Linked DNA regions of Mus musculus: regions 2, 3, 4, 5, 6 and 7 are each linked to region 1. A link is a contact called in public Hi-C and promoter capture Hi-C data. All regions are on one chromosome and are shown on one strand. Each heading gives the region's core, a stretch centred on a gene start, on an enhancer-like site or on the middle of the called end of the contact. The rest is flanking DNA. Distances are from core to core; before and after follow the strand shown.

Evidence for each region. Promoter capture Hi-C pulls out the DNA fragments that hold promoters and counts their contacts. A called contact is a pair of places that touch in the nucleus more often than the background predicts. Capture Hi-C pulls out chosen DNA fragments and counts their contacts.
Region 2: a promoter capture Hi-C map of liver shows a contact between it and region 1, with 5 times the contacts expected there. The contact joins the promoter of Chd1 here to the promoter of Tcp1 in region 1. A contact is called at or near these places in 1 of 115 datasets of contacts at active chromatin or transcription factors (pro-B cells) and 2 of 9 other capture datasets (adipose tissue and liver).
Region 3: a promoter capture Hi-C map of hippocampal neurons shows a contact between it and region 1, with 9 times the contacts expected there. The contact joins the promoter of Pdcd2 here to the promoter of Tcp1 in region 1. A contact is called at or near these places in 7 of 39 promoter capture datasets (the C10 cell line, cranial neural crest, hematopoietic stem and progenitor cells and 4 more), 2 of 115 datasets of contacts at active chromatin or transcription factors (astrocytes and large pre-B cells) and 2 of 9 other capture datasets (adipose tissue and liver).
Region 4: a Hi-C map of B cells shows a contact between it and region 1, with 6 read pairs. The contact joins the promoter of Cahm here to the promoter of Tcp1 in region 1. A contact is called at or near these places in 6 of 39 promoter capture datasets (the HPC-7 cell line, cranial neural crest, erythroid cells and 3 more), 1 of 484 Hi-C or Micro-C datasets (B cells), 1 of 115 datasets of contacts at active chromatin or transcription factors (large pre-B cells) and 2 of 9 other capture datasets (adipose tissue and liver).
Region 5: a promoter capture Hi-C map of adipose tissue shows a contact between it and region 1, with 2.9 times the contacts expected there. The contact joins the promoter of Tbp here to the promoter of Tcp1 in region 1. A contact is called at or near these places in 14 of 39 promoter capture datasets (the C10 cell line, the HPC-7 cell line, HPC-7-derived erythroid cells and 9 more), 1 of 484 Hi-C or Micro-C datasets (erythroblasts), 2 of 115 datasets of contacts at active chromatin or transcription factors (astrocytes and large pre-B cells) and 2 of 9 other capture datasets (adipose tissue and liver).
Region 6: a promoter capture Hi-C map of hematopoietic stem and progenitor cells shows a contact between it and region 1. The contact joins the promoter of Fam120b here to the promoter of Tcp1 in region 1. A contact is called at or near these places in 5 of 39 promoter capture datasets (the C10 cell line, hematopoietic stem and progenitor cells, liver and 1 more), 1 of 484 Hi-C or Micro-C datasets (B cells), 1 of 115 datasets of contacts at active chromatin or transcription factors (large pre-B cells) and 2 of 9 other capture datasets (adipose tissue and liver).
Region 7: a promoter capture Hi-C map of adipose tissue shows a contact between it and region 1, with 6 times the contacts expected there. The contact joins the promoter of Pacrg here to the promoter of Tcp1 in region 1. A contact is called at or near these places in 2 of 39 promoter capture datasets (liver and pre-B cells) and 2 of 9 other capture datasets (adipose tissue and liver).

The regions. Positions count from the first base shown.
Region 1 is chr17:12,915,008-12,917,679 of GRCm38.p6, reverse strand. It overlaps Tcp1 (t-complex protein 1), which reads right to left and starts at 1,351. Exons shown (of 12, transcript NM_013686.4): 1 at 1,051-1,351. The coding sequence starts at 1,114. Mrpl18 (mitochondrial ribosomal protein L18) reads left to right here and starts at 1,589. Exons shown (of 4, transcript NM_026310.3): 1 at 1,589-1,733; 2 at 1,856-2,042. The coding sequence starts at 1,682.
Region 2 is chr17:15,703,652-15,706,323 of GRCm38.p6, reverse strand. Chd1 (chromodomain helicase DNA binding protein 1) reads right to left here and starts at 1,357. Exons shown (of 36, transcript NM_007690.3): 1 at 1,012-1,357. It overlaps 5830433I10Rik (a long non-coding RNA gene), which reads left to right and starts at 947. Exons shown (of 2, transcript XR_001782213.2): 1 at 947-2,010.
Region 3 is chr17:15,525,997-15,528,668 of GRCm38.p6, reverse strand. It overlaps Pdcd2 (programmed cell death 2), which reads left to right and starts at 1,368. Exons shown (of 6, transcript NM_008799.2): 1 at 1,368-1,678; 2 at 2,057-2,296. The coding sequence starts at 1,396.
Region 4 is chr17:10,318,616-10,321,287 of GRCm38.p6, reverse strand. It overlaps Cahm (colon adenocarcinoma hypermethylated RNA), which reads right to left and starts at 1,369. Exons shown (of 1, transcript NR_037588.1): 1 at 147-1,369. It overlaps Qk (quaking), which reads left to right and starts at 1,927. Exons shown (of 8, transcript NM_001159517.1): 1 at 1,927-2,556. The coding sequence starts at 2,415. It overlaps Gm46608, which reads left to right. Exons shown (of 1, transcript XM_017317774.2): 1 at 1-1,637. The coding sequence starts at 943. The coding sequence ends at 1,569.
Region 5 is chr17:15,498,573-15,501,244 of GRCm38.p6, reverse strand. It overlaps Tbp (TATA box binding protein), which reads right to left and starts at 1,357. Exons shown (of 8, transcript NM_013684.3): 1 at 1,221-1,357.
Region 6 is chr17:15,394,885-15,397,556 of GRCm38.p6, reverse strand. Fam120b (family with sequence similarity 120, member B) reads right to left here and starts at 1,311. Exons shown (of 11, transcript NM_024203.3): 1 at 997-1,311.
Region 7 is chr17:10,838,861-10,841,532 of GRCm38.p6, reverse strand. Pacrg (PARK2 co-regulated) reads left to right here and starts at 1,342. Exons shown (of 5, transcript NM_027032.2): 1 at 1,342-1,772. The coding sequence starts at 1,665. Prkn (parkin RBR E3 ubiquitin protein ligase) reads right to left here and starts at 1,174. Exons shown (of 12, transcript NM_016694.4): 1 at 1,044-1,174. The coding sequence starts at 1,050.

The DNA of each region.
Region 1 (2,672 bases), core at 102-2,601:
GGTGTGGCGGCGCACGCCTTTAATCCCAGCACTCGGGAGGCAGAGGCAGGCAGATTTCTGAGTTCGAGGCCAGCCTGGTCTACAAAGTTGCTTCCAGGACAGCCACAGCTATACAGTGAAACCCTGTGTGTGTGTGTGTGTGTGTGTGTGGGGGGGGGGGGGAATCACTTACTTAAGGACCAGTGAAGGTTAACTATTCTTTTTTCTATTTAGTATTGGTATATCACCGATTGCAAAGATTTTAATGCCTCAAATTATAAGCAATCTTAAGTTCATTCCTTACTACTACACTAGGGGGGAAAAAACCCTTTAAGTTCAGCCTTTCTCTTCAGACTCTGGCAAGTTTAGTAAGAATATTAGATAGTTCACCAGGATAAAGTAGTAGTAATTTCTAAGAGAGTTGTTTAAAAAAAAAAAAAAAGCACAACACAGAACACGGTTCCTGCAAGGGAATGCTTTCAAGAACAAATTCAACCACAGCAAACCACGTGCTTACTCGTATTAAAGTTAACCACGATAAAGGCAGCTAAAAGTATCGCTTAATAACGTTCAGTTTGCATTCCGTTACGTTTTACTGGGGGAGCAGCTGTCACCTGCAGATTCTGGGCATCCAAGAACCAGACCAGGGAAGGGAAGCAACGCAAAAGCCACCTAGATTCTATGAGCATCTTCTCAAGGGCCAATGGAACCGGTGAAAGCTACTCTTTTCTGGCTATGTCAGAGGTGCTCCAACCGGCTTGGAACCCAACAAAGGAGCAGAGGGGAGTGGCGGAGAAGTCTATCTGGAGCTCCTCTACTAGGTATTGGGGCACGGACGCCCACACCCATCTTGAACGCCTCCCCCAACCGTGTGCATTCTCGAACATTCTTCCCTTACACGGTAGGGCGCAATGGCGCCGAGCCGGCCGCTAGTGAGGGCGGATCCGGGATGGCTGGGCTTCTCCTGAAGGAACTTCACTGGGCCCGGCGGACAGCCCCGGCCTACGGACTGCGGCTGGGCTTCGGCCTGCGCCGCCGCGAGCTGGACCCTTACCATTCTCTCGCCCTTACCATTCTGGGAGCGGACCGCCTCCCCAGTGCTGCGGTCCCCGAACACGGACAAAGGACCCTCCATCTTCAGGAAACGAAGCAAAGCTCACTACGGCCGCAGACAACCGATAGCTCCGCTCTGAGACCGTTTAACGGCCACCACGGCGGGGACCACGGCGTGGAAAGGCCCGAGCGATGCCGCGGGGCCTGCTGGGTAACACGCCCTGCGCGCTCTCCACGCTCCACCAACCGCAAGGTCTGCCGGGAAAGCGGTAGGGATTGACAGACGAGGGCTGGGCGGGGCGAAAAACTGAAAACGCCGGAAGTAGGGGGCTGCGGGACGCTGGGTCAACTAGAGACAGTAGAAGAAAGGCGCGAAAGTGGAAAACGGAAGTCAGGCTCTTGGCCACGGCTAGCGTGTCCCGCCCTCCGCCTCAACGTCTGCGGTGATTGGTGAGCCAGGGATACCGATCGCTCACTCGGCCACTCAGCACCAGGGAGCTTGTTAGTTCCGGGTCCTTGAGACACCGAGGTACTGCCGGCCCTTGTAGCTTTACCCACAGTTAACATGGCTGCGACTAGTTGTTCCCCGAGACGACCCTGAGCAAAGGAAGATAGGGCACTGTGTGACTTTGCCCAGGTCCCGTCAGCCATGGCGCTTCGGCCGCGGTTCTGGAAATGTCTGTCAGTTTGCAGGAAACTGGGTAACTAATCTCGCCCCACCTCCTTGCCTGCGCTCTGTGCACAGTACGTGTGCATTTGCAAATGCGATTTTGTACCTGATGTGGGAAAGTGAAAGATGCATGTGATCTTTTTCATTTTCTAGAGTGTGGGTTCGCAGCCCTCTCAACCAGTTCCGTGCCGGCCGTGCAGCCCGACGTGGAGAGTAAGGAAAACGAAGCGGTGGCCCCGGAGTTCACCAACCGGAACCCTCGGAATCTGGAGCTCTTAGGGGTAGCTCGGAAAGAACGGGGCTGGGCTACCGTGTGGCCTAACCGTGAGTTCTGGCACAGGTAATTAAAGTCGGCTTGTGACTGACTAAGCTGTGCTTAGCACCTTACCAATTTCACCAATCCCCTGACTGATCCTGCCAGGTAAGCCTCGGGATGTGTCAGGAAGATGACATGTGGGTAGAAAGCGACCTTGGAGCAAGCAACTAGTTAGTTGCCTTGAAGAAAACTTAAACGGTAATTTGAGAATAAGCGGCTATGTCCTGAGGCCTCTCTGAAGGTGACATGTCAAAAAGCTGAGATCTAAAGGACAGGAAGCCGCGAAATCATTTGCCATGAAGGCTATTCTAGCAAAGGAGGCTAGGAGGCTGGGATTGAGTGTCTGGAACTGACAGGCCTGTGTACCTACCTGTTCAGTAAGTAAAGGTGTGTGTGTGTAAGCTGTTACAGAATAGAGTGCTAAGTAGAATTAGTTATTAGCGTGCACATTAGGGTAAAGTTTGAGCCTTAATGATTTTTTAATGGGGGGAATAAAGGTTAAAAGTTCATTAATAGAAACATTTTATGAAATACATTTTAAAATTTGTATTCATTTAAAGCACTTACTGAGTTCACTGAGGACCCAGGCAGCTTACAATGGTCTGTAATTCCAGTTCCCAGGGATCTGACACCCTCTTCTGACCTTGGCACACA
Region 2 (2,672 bases), core at 108-2,607, 2.8 Mb before region 1:
AACGACGGGGACGGGGGTGGGGAGCAAGACAATATTTCCACCTCTCAAGATTTCCGCCAGAGCACTAGAGTCACCTACAAGCCAACCACGAATAAACAAAGGAGATCTCTGGCAGGGGAGGGAGAGGAAGAAGCGGGGGAAGGAGACGTCAGATCCTTCCCCAGCCAGAAAGTACCACCAAGACACACTCGGGACGCAACAGAGTTGTCCTCCGACTCCAGCAGAGACTTAACTGATTATTTCCACTCCAAAGAACAGAGGGGCCAAACAGGCTGCTGCCACCTCCGCCCGGGGGGCCGACTCTGCACCTGGATCAGGATTTCCAACCTGCAGAGCTCAGTCTCCATACCTCTGGGAGAACAGGTCACCTAAGATCCACAGCACTCAACAGTAATTCCTAACGTTAACTATTAATTCCAGCCCCGGTGAAACCGGCCGAAGTCCTCCACCTCCTCTCCGCAAAGTCTGCGCTGAGAAAGTTCACTCGCCTAGGCGCTTTCCCTTTCACCTTCCTCTCGCCCCTCAAGATGGCTTTCCCCGTCCGCTGGACTTCCTTTCCAGCCTCGCCTCCTTTCTCCGTCCGGCCCTAAGTTCTCCTCCGAGCGCCCGGACTCCGGACGCTCCCGCGTCTCAACAATAAGAGCCCCCGAAGTGGCCAGGGCTCCCTCTGCAGCCTCCTTCCCCGCCTGGCAGTTGCCGGGCTCCCGGCTAAGTTTGCCGGGCGGCGCCGCGCGGGGCCGCTGCACCTTCTCCCCGCAGCCGGGCGCCGCGGCCTCCTTCCCGCCTCCCGCTCCCGCAGCCCCGCCGCGCGCCCTCCCGGGCTCGCCCGGCCACCGCCCCCTCCCCCCCACCCGCCCCGCGCTCCCACGTGCTGGTCCCCTCCGCGCGCCGGGCAGCGCCGCCAGGCCGCTGAGGATGCGCCGGGCCGCTCTCCCACGCCCCCGGCGCCGCGCCGGGCCTCGCGGGCCTCGCCCGCTCCCGGCCTCCCCGGCCTCGCCGACCCGTCCTTACCGGCGGGCACAGGGCGAAGGGTGGCGCGGGCCGGCGCCTCGGGCGGAGGATGCCCCGCGCGGGGGCCCGCGATCCTGGATGCCCAGGCCGCGGGACCCGCGCCGCGGACGGCAGAGGGGGAGGGGAGGCAGCGGGCGGAGACGCGCGGAGCTGGGGAGCGGGTCCGACGATCAGTTCATCTCCGGGCGCCCGGGCCGAGCGGGAAGTACCGAGGGCGCCTCCTCCGTCCGCGCTCCCGCCCCGCCGCTTATCGGCCGCCGGCAGCCGCCATGACGCCAAGACCGCGATCGAGCGCAACCGTCTCCGCCGCGCGGCGCCGCCGAGGTCGCTGTCGCCTCCGCCTCCCGAGCGACGTCACCGCCTCGGTTCACTCCCCTTCCCGGCGCGCGGCGGCGGCGCGCACGCCCGGCCTTTCCGCCGACGCGCGGGGGCGGGGCGGGGCGGGGCGGGGCGCCGAGGTGGTGCACGCCCCTCGGGGAAAGCCACCGAGTCCAGCCCAGGCTCGGCCTTCGCACTCGTAACCGGCGCTACCCCTGGCGTTCGTGGGGCTCCCGGGGATGGGCGCTCTGGTCACGGCACGGATGCGCAGGGATCCAGAGCGGGGGCCCAGGACTGCCTGCGGTGGGGGCCGGCCGCGCGCGCCGGGTGTCCGGAGTCCGGTCGGAGCTGCTGCGTCACCCGGGCAGCTAGAGAACTATTGGGCAACCTAGTCGCCTCCCGCTGCGATCTTTGCCTGGGCGACCAGCGACTAAGTCTCCTCCCGGGCGGGGCTTTAGTGAAAGAGAGAAAATAGAGTTCGAGCTGCTGACCTCCCAGGACGCTCCTTGATTCGTGTGTGGGTGGCCCATGCCTGGTTCATAAAAGAACTTTTACAACTGTGCCTGCCTAGATCGCTCCCTGGAATGCGGGTGGAAGGGTGCCGTGCGGAATCGGAACTGGAGGGGCGTTGGTAACTGGATCTAAGGTGCTGCAGCTTAGTTGACAGTTACTGTCATTACTGTATCCGCAGGCCTCAGTATGTCGAAGCAGAATCTCTTCAAGCGTGGTGATGTAGCAATCTATGTACGGTTTTCAATTTTGTTTTTATTATGCTTTTTGGTTTTGAAAGAGCGTTTTATTATGTAGCCCAGGGTGGCCTCAGGGTGATCCTTCGAAGTTTAGGCATTACAGGCAGGCGTGTGCCATCACCACAAGGCTGACTGTTTTTGCAAGGATTTGGAACTTTGTTTGCTTACTTGTTTTTAAATCAAAATTCTTTCTGATTTCATTACCTGGCCTGCAAATAAAAGATTCTTTAAAGACAGTATACAAAGCCAGGCTGGTCTTCCACTTCTCCATCTCCCTGCCTCAGCCTCCGGAGTGGTAGTAAAGGAATTGCTGGTGTACCCACCTTGTGGGTCTAACTTTTTAAAGTTTTCAACTTACTTTTTGAAGTTGCATTTTCTGTAGAGACCTCTCCTTCGAAGTCAAATGAGTTTGGCTGCCATAATATCTCCAAATGATTCTTAAGCTATTTGGGAAATTTCTAATGAAAATTTAAACTTTGCCCGGCGGTGGTGGCGCACACCTTTGATCCAAGCACTTGGGAGGCAGAGGCAGGCTGATTTCTGAGTTCGAGGCCAGCCTGGTCTACAAAGTGAGTTCCAGTACAGCCAGGGCTA
Region 3 (2,672 bases), core at 119-2,618, 2.6 Mb before region 1:
TTATAGTAACAGAACAAAAAGGAAATTTGAAATCAAGGTATTTTAACAATGAATGCATTTGTGGAAACATTAAGTAGTTACAGAGGAATCTCAGTACAGACCTGAGACACCATCTGATAGCATTGTTAGCCTTTTGATTGGTGGAGAATAGCATTTTGTTAATACAGTCCAATAGTCTTTATCTGTTTATCAAGGTGTTAGGTCTGACACAAAAGCGGCCACTAAGGTATCTTTAAGGGGCTAAAGACAACCCAAGAGAAATAGTACCATTTCTAAAGATTCTAAACTCTTCAAAGTCAAAAAGTTTTATTAGTTAACCAGACTTTGTAGACAGCTCCTTTCCAGGAATTCTTGTTTACACTAGCCAAAAAACCCACTGTTGTTTTGTCTTTACATCTTGCTTCCTGTCTAAATCCAACACACAGGGCAGCGAGTATGGGAGCACCCAACTGTGTGAAGCAGAGCGCTATGATTTACGTTTGTTTCGAGTGCTCCTCCTCAACTGTATCCGGTCATCTTTCTCCTCCACCCCAGTTTTGAACATCCTTTAACTGCATGAGGACAGGTTTCAAGGGTCTGTGTGGGTTCGCCCCCAACCTCAATTCTTCCACAGGAGAACAGAGCCTCCCTTTGAAAGAGAAGATAAAAATAGCAAACTTCAACATTAATTATGATTGGCGACATTACTTAGGATGTATTCAGTTTCATAAAACTAAGATAAGAGAATAAGAAACTCTCTGTTCTGAGATAACAGAATAACCTAAACTGCTAACTTCTGCTTTGGGAAGCCTACTTGCCCCTTTCTCTTCCAAAGGAAGCACGCATTTGTTCTCCCTTAAGAAGTGACCACCACCAATATCCACTTAGCAAGTTCCATTTGCTAGAGAAACTGTCATAATAAAAATCTGAAAATTCAGCTTCTGTAAAACTTGCTCAGCTCCGGGAAAAACCTCTTTTGAAGCAGAGATTTTAAAAGACCACTCTAAGATAATCACAAAGATTATGACAATATCTAACGGCATAAACCATGAAATGTTTCTGATCCGGGCTGAGTCTCTTACCCAATAGCGAAAGGCTACAGCTGCGAACTAATTAAAGTTTGTCTTTTGTCCCCGAGTGCTGAGAATGCCCCCACTTCCCTCACTCCAACCTGAGGATCTACAACCGACACCCTAATCTCAGAGGTCTGAAGAGCTTCCGGCCTTCGGATCCCCAGAAACAGTGACAGTTCGATGGAGGTAGTCTTGCTCACCAGCGTCCTTTATTCACTTTTGCTTCCTGCCTATAGGGTTACCTCCAGTCCGGTCCCAGCTCGAGATCTGACCCCGCCTCCCGCCTTCCGGCCTAACACGTGACCGCCCTCTTCCGGCCTGGTGGCAGAGTCCTGCTGCGAGCATGGCTGCAGCCGCCCCTGGTCCTGTGGAGTTGGGCTTCGCCGAGGAGGCACCGGCCTGGAGGCTGCGCAGCGAGCAGTTTCCCAGCAAAGTGGGCGGGCGGCCCGCGTGGTTGGGCTTGGCGGAGCTGCCGGGGCCCGGGGCGCTGGCGTGTGCGCGCTGCGGCCGCCCGCTCGCCTTCCTGCTGCAGGTGTACGCACCGCTGCCGGGCCGGGACGACGCCTTCCACCGCAGCCTCTTTCTCTTCTGCTGTCGCGAGCCGCCGTGCTGCGCCGGCCTGCGAGGTGAGCGGCCGCCGGGACAGGACCCGGGCGAGGGTTGCCACGGGGGCTGAACCCTGGACGTAGGACGATCGGTTGGCGCGAGTGGTTGTATTCAGGTACCGGAATTGTCTTAGAATCGTGTCCCTTTCATCCTGGGCACGGACTCCTTAAAGCCAATTTCTCTTGTCAGACGGAACTCTTCCCGGGTTTAAAAGCTCTTTAGCTTTTATTTTTATTCCCTTTCATATAAAAACCGCCCCCCCACCCCGAAAGCAAAAACCTTAGGTTTTCCTTAAATGAGGTTTTATGAGGTGAAGCACCGAAAACGGTTCAAATGTTTCAATTATTTTGTTTCACGGAAAGATAATCTCACGTACCCCTTTCTCCTCTTCATTTCAGTTTTTCGTAATCAGCTACCAAGGAACAACGCATTCTACTCCTATGAGCCCCCTTCTGAAACAGAAGCTTTGGGTACGGAATGTGTGTGCCTCCAGCTCAAGTCTGGAGCCCATCTCTGTCGGGTTTGTGGTTGCTTGGCCCCTATGACATGCTCTAGGTGCAAACAGGCACATTACTGCAGCAAGGAGCATCAGACATTAGACTGGCGGCTGGGACACAAGCAGGCTTGTACACAGTCAGGTAAGACAACTTAGCCTTACCGTCTCTGTCAACTGAGGTACTCCAGTTTCTGGTTAAACTTGAAATTAGAAAACATACTTTAAAAGTTTTAGGAACTGGTAACATGAACACTTCGCTAATCTAAAACACAACCAGCTTTATTTTTTTATTAGATATTTTCTTTATATACATTTCAAATGCTATCCCGAAAGTTCCCTATACCCCCCCCCCCCCCCCCAGCCCTGCTCCCTTACCCACCCACTCCTGATTCTTGGCCCTGGTGTTCCCCTGTACTGGGGCATATAAAGTTTGCAAGACCAAGGGGCCTCTCTTCCCAGTAATGGCCGACTAGGCCATCTTCTGCTACATATGCAGCTAGAGACACGAGCTCTGGGGT
Region 4 (2,672 bases), core at 120-2,619, 2.6 Mb after region 1:
TAAAACTTGGGGCTGCCAGGATTGCCTAAGGTACAGGACTGCTCTGATTGAGCTATAGAGGGAGAGCAGTTACCAAAGGGCCTATAAGTGTGACCAACTTACAAAGGGGACTTCTCTTGCACAAACACAGACAATGTATAATAATTCAGTGACAAAATATTTTTTAATAATATACAAGAAAGAAACCTCGTTTTTTTCTAGATTCTGAAGAAAGATTTAGAAAATGTAGTAACAGCTTTTTGATCAAATTATTCCATGCTTTCACTAATTTATTGTTTAGAGATAATTAAGGGATTATCTATAGTACTAAGAACTACTATAGCCATTGTTGGAAAATTAAAATTATTTCAATTACATGTTAACTTTGTTCATCATTTGCTCTAAAAAACGTAGTTTAATGGACAACTAGAAAACCAAAACCCAAACCAACCCAAACTGTAGTCTTTAAATAAAATAATCAGAAGCTACTGGCCAGGAAAAGAGTAAAATTGCTTTAAATACCGTTGGTACCACACAAACTTCGAAAATGCTCTTTAGAAATCGCGTAAATCAAAGTTTAAAACAACAACAACAAAAAAAGCAATCCAACTAGCCTGCTTACGTACACATTTAAAATACAGTGAGATGATTCCCAGAAAATTATAGCCAGGGCCAACTCTCAAAATGGTTAATTTGACAATCTTGTCTACATTTTAATGGAGCATGTTATAGAGAACTTGCAACAAAACAGGGATGATGCAGATTTAATGACCGACAGCTTCTATAAATCGCAGGACTTCATTGCTGCAATTCGGAACATTGTTTCCGAAACAAATGTAACCGGCAGAACTTCCTCTACACGCCATAGAAAGCCCCTGTCCTGGCCCTCTGCCTGTCATTTATTTATTTATTTTTGTCAAGTAGGTAAAAATAGGCGTTGGCCACTTCGTTTTTTCCCCGAATATGTACTCCTCACACAGGCTCCCTTGTGCGGGGGCCGCACCGCTGAGGAGCCAGCGCCTCCGCCACCAGGGACTGGAACCTGCGGTGAGGATTAACGGAACCGCGCGTCACGCCGCATGGAACAGAGCCCGCCCGCACGCCCGTGGGTGCGCACGCGTGTGCCGTCTCCGCCCACGGTCCGGGGCCGCCTCGCAGCCCACGGCAACGCGAGGCCCGTCACGCGTGGCGCTGGCTCCAGGGGAAACCTCACTGGAGTCCCTACCGCCGGAGACACTTGCGGTGTGGGCGCCCACGCCAACTCAGTCCGCCGCCACCTCGCACCCCAAGCGATCCGACGGCCGGGTTTCCCGCCCCGCGAGGTGGGCGCCGCGCCAGAACGGTTCGGTCCCGCTCCTCCGTCCGCAGGCCATCTTCGTCCCGCTCCACCCCCACGCAGGCGCGCTCCAGGCCCGCTTCCCCCCCACCCCCCGCCCCCACGGCGCGCTCTCCGCCAGGTGGGGCGGAGCGACCCTCGGAAGGGGCGTGGTCACAGTCCTCGACGCGCGCACGCGCTCTCAGCCTCTCGGCTACGTGTCTGGACACGTGACGCCCACCCGAGAGTCCCCAGTGAAGCAACAGGACGTTTAAAAAAAAAAAATTTTTTTTTTTTTGAGGGGGTAGCGAGGAAGGTGGACGAAGAGGTTTAAGAAAAAAAAAAAAAACCCAAACTATAGTAACGCGCGCGGACGCGAGGCCCGGGCGGCGGCGAGCGCAGCGCGTCGCGGAGAGTCCCGCCGGGATTCCTCTCAGCCGCCGCACCCGACCGCGCCCGCCGCCTCAGCAACAGCGCGCCGACGAGCCAGCGCCGCCGCCCGCGTCCCCCTCAGCCGCGACCCCGGCCCCGCGCGGGCGGCCACCGGCGCGCGTCCTCCCCGCCGCGGCCCGGCCCTGCGCCGGCCGTCCCGCCCGAGCGGCCAGGGGCGGCGGCGCCGCCTGAACTGAGGCGAACTCCGCCGCCAAGTGAGTGAGGAGGAGGAGAGCCGCGGAGGAAGAGGAGGAGCGCAGTCGGAGCGCGGCGGCGGCGGCGGCGGCGGTAACGCGGAGCGCCGCGGCGGACAGCACCGCAGACTCGCGAGCTCCGGCGCAGGCGGCGCGACCGGCCGACGAGCGGCCCCCCGGCTCCTCGCGGCGCAGCGGCCCCGCGCCGCGCTCGGCCCGAGACCCGCCTCTGCCGCCGGCCTCGCGAGGGGAGCCGCGCCGGGCGGCCGAGGAGCGGCGGCCGCGGCGCGTCGGGCCGGGCGAAAGTGCCTGCGGGGGGCGGGCGGGCGCGCGGAGCCGGCCGCCCCGGGGCTCGGCGCGGGAGCCGGAGCGGGAGCCGGCGCGGAGCGGGACGCCGCGTCCCGAGCGGCCGGCGGCCGGAGCTCGCCCCCGCCCCTCCCTCCTCTCCTCCGGCGGCGGCGGCGGCGGGCGGAGTGAGCTGCGGAGCCTGGAATATGGTCGGGGAAATGGAAACGAAGGAGAAGCCGAAGCCCACCCCAGATTATTTGATGCAGCTGATGAACGACAAGAAGCTCATGAGCAGCCTGCCCAACTTCTGCGGGATCTTCAACCACCTCGAGCGGCTGCTGGACGAAGGTGAGGCGCCCGGCCCCGGCGCGGCGGCCCGGGATGGCGGGGCGGCGGGAAGGTCAGGCGGGCGGGCGGGCGGGCGCACAAAGGCGGCGCGGGCGGCTCGCGGCCCGGCCGGGGCC
Region 5 (2,672 bases), core at 108-2,607, 2.6 Mb before region 1:
ATCTTTTAAAAAGTTAAGAAAGACATAACTAAAGTCAAGTACCTTCTGAGAGGCCGGAACTCGCACAAAGCAGGGGCAATGTAACACAGGTCTAGCAAAAGGAGCAAAAGGAACAAAACAACACAAATCAGCACTCTAGGTGCAGCACAAATCACAGAAGGGAAAGGGGGGGACAAAGCCTTGGAAGAGCATGCAGTGTGTGACAGGCTCAGTATGTAAAGTCACTACAAAAGATGACAAAGCAGCTGTAGGTGGGGTTGCATAATTCAGAATGTAAGATGTCATTACACAGGCAATGGAAACAGTTAAGGATTTTAAGGTGCAGTTTGAGTATCTCCTGTGTCAAAGAGCAGATAAATCTGAGAAAATTGAAGACTGAAAATTCAATTTCAATCACTGCTTTGGTTGAGGAAAAAAAAAAAAGTTGGATTTCATGTCCAAAGTATAACCAGTTATTTATCCAGATCTCTTTCTGCAAACGAAGTTTACTGAACGCTTGATTATATAGACTGGGGAATTTGTTGTACGCTTCGCAGAAGTCATTTCACACCTGCAGACGATATAAACCACCTTTTCTCGTCTGCAATCTTAAAATCGCAATAATCGCTGCACAAACTTATTTTTAGGCTGTTTTCTGGGTTTTCATCTTTTGGAAACTGAGCCATCAAACTGAGTATTTGGGAAACCGATTCCGCACAGTCTTCAAGCGTCTGCCTAACCGGTCCGGCATCTTTTTCCAGAGAAGCCTACCCGGAGTTTTGGAAAACCACCTTAACTTGAGGCTAAAGACCGACAGTGTGTAAATAAAGCAGCATGCGTTTTTATGTTAATCTCGATTAGCTTGACTCTCAGGCTTCTGGCGAGATGCTGAGTCTCGAGAACCGCTTCCTAACAGAATTATTCTTACTGGGGACAAAACGGGCGGCTGCAGGCCTGGGTAAAACTCTCCCACCGGGGGAAGCGGCTGAGACGTGCGGTGCGCGGGGCTGTCCGGTGCCAGCCCCTCGGAGACGCTCACCCTTGGTACTGGGTTTCAGGACCCCGCCGAGGCGATGGTCCAGAGACTGGTTACTCGCGGAGCCGCCGCAGCGCGCGCGGAGGACCGTTCCCAGCCCGGCCGCGCGCCCACTCGCGTCTCCTCCGGCAAACTCCGGGGACCCGCTGCAGAAGTCGCCTTTATTAAGGCCTCCAAGCAGAGAAAAGGATGAAAGGACCGTTACCTGGGCACTGCGGAGAAAATGACGCGACCGCAGAAACCTAGCCAAACCGCCAGCAGATACCCGCCACCGCTACCGGACTCGATCCACCGAACGCCTGACGCACATCTGATGCCGTCACTTCCGCCAGTTGCGCTCTTGACTGCAGTCCGATTTGTTGTGCTTAAGCTGTGAGACACTGGGAAGGAAACGAGCGGGCCGGGTACCAGCAGTTCCGGGGCGGGGCCTCCGACGGCCCTTTCTAGCTGTCAAAGAGAGATCTATTGAGTGTGTAGCGGAAACAGTTGGGGATGTGGCAATGGCGATCAAGCCCAAGCAAGCGTTCTACCACTGAACTACATCCTCAGTCTTCCATGATTTGTTTTTGTGAGAAAGAGTTTCTCTGTGTAGCCCCGACTTTCTTGGGACTCACTCTGTAGAACTGGCTGGCTTCGAACTCCAGAGATTGCTTGGCAAGCTTACTGGCTCCTCCCCTTTGAGATTTGTGAGGTGGCTAAGGAAAATGTCAAGCAAACGCTCCTCATCATGTTCTCAGTAGATGTTAACTTACGTTCAAGGAAGAACAACAAAACAAGCGACTTTGTAGTCACAGATTCATTTCTATTTTTAGCTCGGTCACTACCAGCTCTCTTCCTTGCTGCCACAAGAAAACGTCAGCTGTTTCTTAGGCTGCTTCATAATGCTTGATTGATTCCAACATATCTTAATTTTTTTTTCCTTCTGAAGTTCATCTAAGGCATATACATGTGTTGTTCTGCGTACTTCCTTTCCCTTGTATTTTGCATTATCAACGAGGTAATGAGCTCCTTTAGGTTAAGGTTAGCGCTCTCTCTCTCTCTCTTTCTCTCTGTGTGTGTGTCTGTGTGTGTGATGGACAGTATCTGTGTGTTATGTGTGTAGGTGTTGTATAGGTTGTCTATTTACACAGACTCTAATAAGTACAATAGTACTGTGTATCTATTTTCCCCTAAAGGAAACATTTTCTCTTGAAAGTACAGGAAACCTCAGAAGACTGGGGAATTGAGAAAACTTAACAAAGGCTTGTCAAGAGGCAATATAAGGGAAGCGGGTTTTATGTTGTCTTACTGTTTGAGGAGATACAACCCAGGGGGAAGCATGCCAACTGGATTGCATCCACAGACCAGAAACATAAATAGATAAATGTTAGTTCGCTTCTTCTTTATTTAGTCGGGAAATCCAGGCAATGAGGTGGCGCCGCTTATATTTTAGTTGGGTCTTCGCTCCTCAATTAAACCTTGAAACACCCGCATAGACGCATCCATGGGTTTTACCTACATGATGCTAAGTTCTGTGAAATTAACAATATTAACCATCATATTCTGGCTAAAGAAATCTGGTATTGCTTCCTGGGTCTCGTGGCTGCGTACACCACACAGTTGACATGCGTCCTGATTGGCCTTGAATGCAGCATGAACTACTAACCCGTCTCAAACG
Region 6 (2,672 bases), core at 62-2,561, 2.5 Mb before region 1:
ATCAAGAACCAATTCACAGTTTATAGACTCCCATTATAGCCAGAGAGAGCGATGGAGAGAAATAATGCCTAACAATAAAATTAAAACTATTTATACTTGGTATTAAGTTCTGTAGCAACAATTGATAGCATTATGTGGAATGCATCCTTCTTACCAAGGTGGAGTCAACTCAGAAAGTAAATGAAATTAGTTTAGTATCTGCAACACAGAAGTTACAATGCTCTACCCAATGACCAGGCCTTTCTTTCAAATACCAAGCACACCTTGAAGATGGTGGAAATGGGGAGGGGAAAACTGGGACAAGAACACTTGCAAAGCAGCAACATAAGATAAATAGCAAGTTGTAAAGGCTCTATAATTATGAACAGAGGGGTGTTGTATTCACAGTACACTGAAATCAAGGACTCCGAAGCCAAAGCTTGGATTCGTGAACTTTTCATTATCAGTTCCATAAATATATCCAGACTCCAGTTCAGAGATAAGAGTAGAGTCTTTGAGTGTGGAAAATAAATGATTTCAAATGCTCTCCACGTAAGTTTTTTGGGGGGGGCCAAAGGTGTTCACAGATATAAACGTCTGGAAGACTGGCTGAACAGATATTTTTTTTAAACTGGGAGGTGCTATAGTCAAGGTGGGGGCAAGAGAAATAACGCATCAGTTGCTGGTGCCTTTCAAAAACAGGTAAAGAAAAAAGTAGCCAGGCGTTCGTACACTAACCTAATGTCAGTCGAGGTCAGGAGCTATCCTCTAATGGATGGGAGATAGGGAAAATGATGAGAGACATTGGACGTGGGTAACAGCAAGTCCCTAAGGTGGAAAGATCTGAGAGCATATGTAGGCCGAAATCAAACGGATGGTCCCCTCCCCAGAGGAACTCAACACAGCTGAGGCCCAGCCCCTTCGCCTCTCCATCACTTAAGGTCCTACAACCTCCCAACCTGGTTTCCAGTTACCAGTTCTTCCCTCCCCAGCCGCTACCAGAGTCTGAGAGTCTACCTCGCTGGTCCTCAGTGTCCTGCAGCTGGGCTCAGGAAGAGTCTCCACCCCGCTCCACCTGCAAGTGGATGGCTGCCTCTCCCCTCCACCCAGGGAGGAACAGCCAGGACGCAGAGAAGCCAGGATGCGGAGGGGCGTGGCCACGGCGAGGATAGTGGACTTGATGCTGGAAGGAGTCTGGGGTAGGGAGATGCGACAGCAGAGATCCAGGGCCGATTCCCCAGCCTGGCCTACCCAAAGCTCAGCAGTGGCCGCAGACTGCGTCAACCAGATTTCAGACCCACAGTCTACGGCGTGCTCACTTCCGCTTCCGTTATTGAACTTCCGCCCGGAGAAGTGTCTGGTTAGACAAAGTGAAGCTTGTGCTTATATAACTGGAAGTAAAGGACGAAGAGACGAAAGGGATGTAGTACGCAAGCGCTAGAGCGGGAGGCGAAGTGGGTGGCACCCAGGAAGAAGGAAGCTTTAACCCGTTGCCTAGCAACCGGGGAATAGCCTAGGACGCCTGCACGCCGCTGGATAGCCGGACTGGGAAAAGTGTGTTTGTCCCATAGGCTAAGTCTTCAGGCTGAGTGGCAGCCTGCACTAGCACTGGGTGCCTTGCTCCGGTAATGCACGCACACAGGCTGCAGCGGATAGTCACTGGAAACCCTTTTAAATGCCACAGACCACAGCTTGCAACCACGCAGAGTATGGGAAGCTGCGAGGATCCTGGTTTGGTCTTGAATCCCCTTAGGAGTACCAGTACTGAAAGGCGGCACAGCTTGGACAAGGAGCATCAAGGGCCGAGAGTCCACTTACAGAGTTGTCATAGGCAATAATGCTGGTCATTTTATTGGGTGAAGTGGCCATCCTTGTGGGCTACATTCAGGCTGTCTAGTATTTTGGATGGAAATCTCCAATAAGCTAAAGCATCCTTTGTGTCGGTAGCCCCCAACTTGGGGTGCTGGAAACATTTGGATCTCAAGATTACAGTTTTAGCTGTTGAGTCACAGCTTGTGCTAGCCTTATGGTAGAGGGGTTCTCTGCCTTTAGCTTTACAGCTCCAGGATGCGTCCTCAGCTGCCAGAGGTAGCAACTCGGTGACTTTCTGGGACTCTTTAGAGCAGCTGGCGCTTGCATTCAGTAGTGTTTTATCTTTTGCAGTTTCTGTTCTCCTCTATGCTATACTTTCCCAACACTCCCGTAGTCCTTCACAGTCTTAGCACTCCATGGCCTCTACAACAGCCCTCTATTGGTTTCTGTTGGGTGCTGTACCTGTTCTTTATGCAACCGACGCAAGCTACCCTACCCGGGATCAAGACTACAAGGAGGCATCAGTACCACTTGGAGTAAATTTTATTGGCAGCACAGGGGCAACTTGCAGAAAAACAAAGCAAAGCAAACAACCACAACAAAAAACTTTCTCCTGTATACTGCCATTGGGCTGGGGTCACTGAGTAGGGTGATCTAAGAGCCATCTCAAGGTGTCATGGTCAGTTTCCCAAGGCCATGAAACTGCTGGGTGGTGGTTGATTGTAATGGTTCCCCTGACTGAAACAAAGTCTCTGTGGCATCTACAGTTGCCGTGAAGTCTTCTCTGGACATTGGTAGCTAGAATAGAGCAGTAATCATTACAGTTGCCCTGACAACAGGCTGAGGAACCTTCAGGGGCAGCTACTTGATTGACAAGTCTC
Region 7 (2,672 bases), core at 93-2,592, 2.1 Mb after region 1:
CCATGAGCGTGCACCTCTGCTTCCAGGAGCATCTTAGCTGCCTAGCATGACTCTCAAGAGGAAGAGAGGAGGGCTGCACACTTGTAACATTACTTTTATGAGTTAAAACAGACTCGGCTACTTTCACCGTGTAACGCATTTACTTCATAAATGCACCTCTCATCCATCTTCTAGACACATCTCAAATAGACCGACTTCAGATGTGCTTAGTGCGATACCTGTCAGGCATATATCACAAACAAGTTCACTACATCTTCAGAACATCACTTGGATGGGGGCGGCGAGTCTACAGTAACGAAACCTCCAAACGGGAATGTGCGCTAAATTATGCATTTATTTCTACTTATCCCGGAGGAGAACCCAAAACGTGGCTTCACATATAACATCTCTGTCAGGGAGGTCCTTTCCAATCTGCCTACTTCACACTGCTTAGAACAACCCTAGTGGCCACTTCCAAAGCTGCACTGGTCAAACTGCACCCAGTCACAAACTGTAGTGGGGGAAAAAGCCATCTTTGCAGTTATCTACTCGGCTAGTCTTTCGTCTCAGATCTCCGAGGACACATTTAAAAAGACAGAACTGAGGTGCGATCTCCACGAGGCAGATGCTTTCCTGAGATTTTCTTTAAGTCCTAGGGTGTGTGAACTCGCCCTGAAGTGAAGGACAGCTTGACCGAAACAGACCTGGGCTGGTCACCCCGTGGAGCGGCAGGGCGAGCCCCGCCGTCGGGGGTCGCAGTGGAGCACGCGGGTGTCCGTGGGGATACAGTCTTCAGCGAGCTAACCTTGGCTAAGGCAGGTTGGAAACTCATACCTAATGCTCTAGCACACACCGGACCAGGCTATGGGCGGGGGGGGGGGGGGGGGCGGGCCGAGGAAGCCCACAGAGCGGACGGAGCGCGGCACGCACGCCTCCGCCGTGACACTGACAGGTGGCTCGGGTCGGCCCCCGAGGATCCCACTCGGACCCGTGGGGTGTGACGTGGTGCCACACACGGACGCGGGGCGGCGCGGAGAGATTGTACCTGGCAGGCACCCACGTACCTATCATGGTCACCGGGCGGGTGGTGGCTGCGGGTCGAGAAGGACCTACGCGGGCACTGGCGCCCGCCCGAGCCTCCCACCAGCGTTTCTGTCAGGTTTAGTCATCCAGGCCTCCTCCCCCTTCCCCTCGCGAGCCAGGCGGGCGCAGTGCGCACGCGCAACCACCCGCCCCTAGCGCGAAGCCTGCTGGGAGGCGTAGTTTTAACCCGTAAGATTCGCCTCCGGCAGCTGCAACTGTCTTCGCTGGTAACCTTTTCCGGAAACGCTCGTCACGGAGGGGCGGGACTAGCGTCTCCTAATGTTGACTAATCGCTTAGCAACCGGGAGGCTTACACCTTTGGAAGCTCTTAGAGACTCTAGCCTCGGATCCCAGCCCTCTTCCCGCCCCTCTCCTCCCCTAAACTCCCTCCACCTTGGTGCTGCCAAACATCTGGATCTCCCTGGGCAGCACGAGGGGTTGAATTTCTACCACTAGAGCCTTTTAGAGTGTTTTCCCGACCCCCTGCTCACTTCTGTAAAAGCCACTGGTTTTTCTTCCACACCTCTGATAAGAACAAGACGTTTTCTAGGAAGAATGTGGTAGAAAAAGAGACCCTGACCTTAAACAAATGCCCAGACAAGATGCCGAAGAGGACTAAACTGCTGCCACAACAGACGTTCCAGGTGCACCAGCCTCGTTCCCTGGTTTCTGAGGGCTTCACAGTCAAAGCCATGATGAAAAACTCAGTCGTAAGTGATCTTCCTCGATTGAACGCACTTGCTCCGAATCAGGGGACATGTGGTTGTAGAGGATGACAAGCCCTGGGTCCTGGTACTGTTTACCAGAACTGGCAATGACTCGGTCAGTAGCAGACTCTGCCCGACAGTGTGCAGAGATGTAGGCTAGGTGGTTAAAGAACCTTTGGGGCAGGCGATGTACTGAGTTAGCGTATAAGCACCTTCTTGAGCAAGTGTGCTTTCTCCACTACCCCAAATTACACTTAAGCTGTTTCACTGGTAAGGGGGAAAAAAATCCTTATCTTTATTGTAAACTTAGTCCACTCAGTACAAGACCTTCTGGAGTGAATGCTCTTAGAAGTCATAGGCTTTCAAAATTTAACACGAACCAGTATGAGACACATAAACTCATCAGTAATATATACTAATTTATCTCATCTGGGACATTTTAGAATGCCTTAGCATTTACTCAGCAACATTCTGACAAAAAAAAAGGTATTAACCTGTTAAAGTATTCAAAAATTACTTATGTGAAGACTGGTTCCTGATAGGCCTTTTAAATACATTTTAAACAATATAAGCTCTATTTCAAGTGTCTCTAATAATACAAGCCCTATTTCATTTTTATGAGTTGTGATAATACAAATAAAATATTCTTAACACGAATAGGGGAAAATATTCAAAGGCACACAAACGGTTTAGCTATATGCCTAATACTGCTTTTCAATCTTCTTGTTTATTAAATACCATATGATTTGGTATGCTAAACCATGTTTGTCTACTGAGTGGGCACCTGTTTAGGAGTGTGAGAGATTTAATACTAAATGTAGTTTTCAATTTTGTACAATTTACACCCTGAGAGGATCTTATTATACAGCAATTCAATATATTAGCTTAATAGTGTTCTTCGTT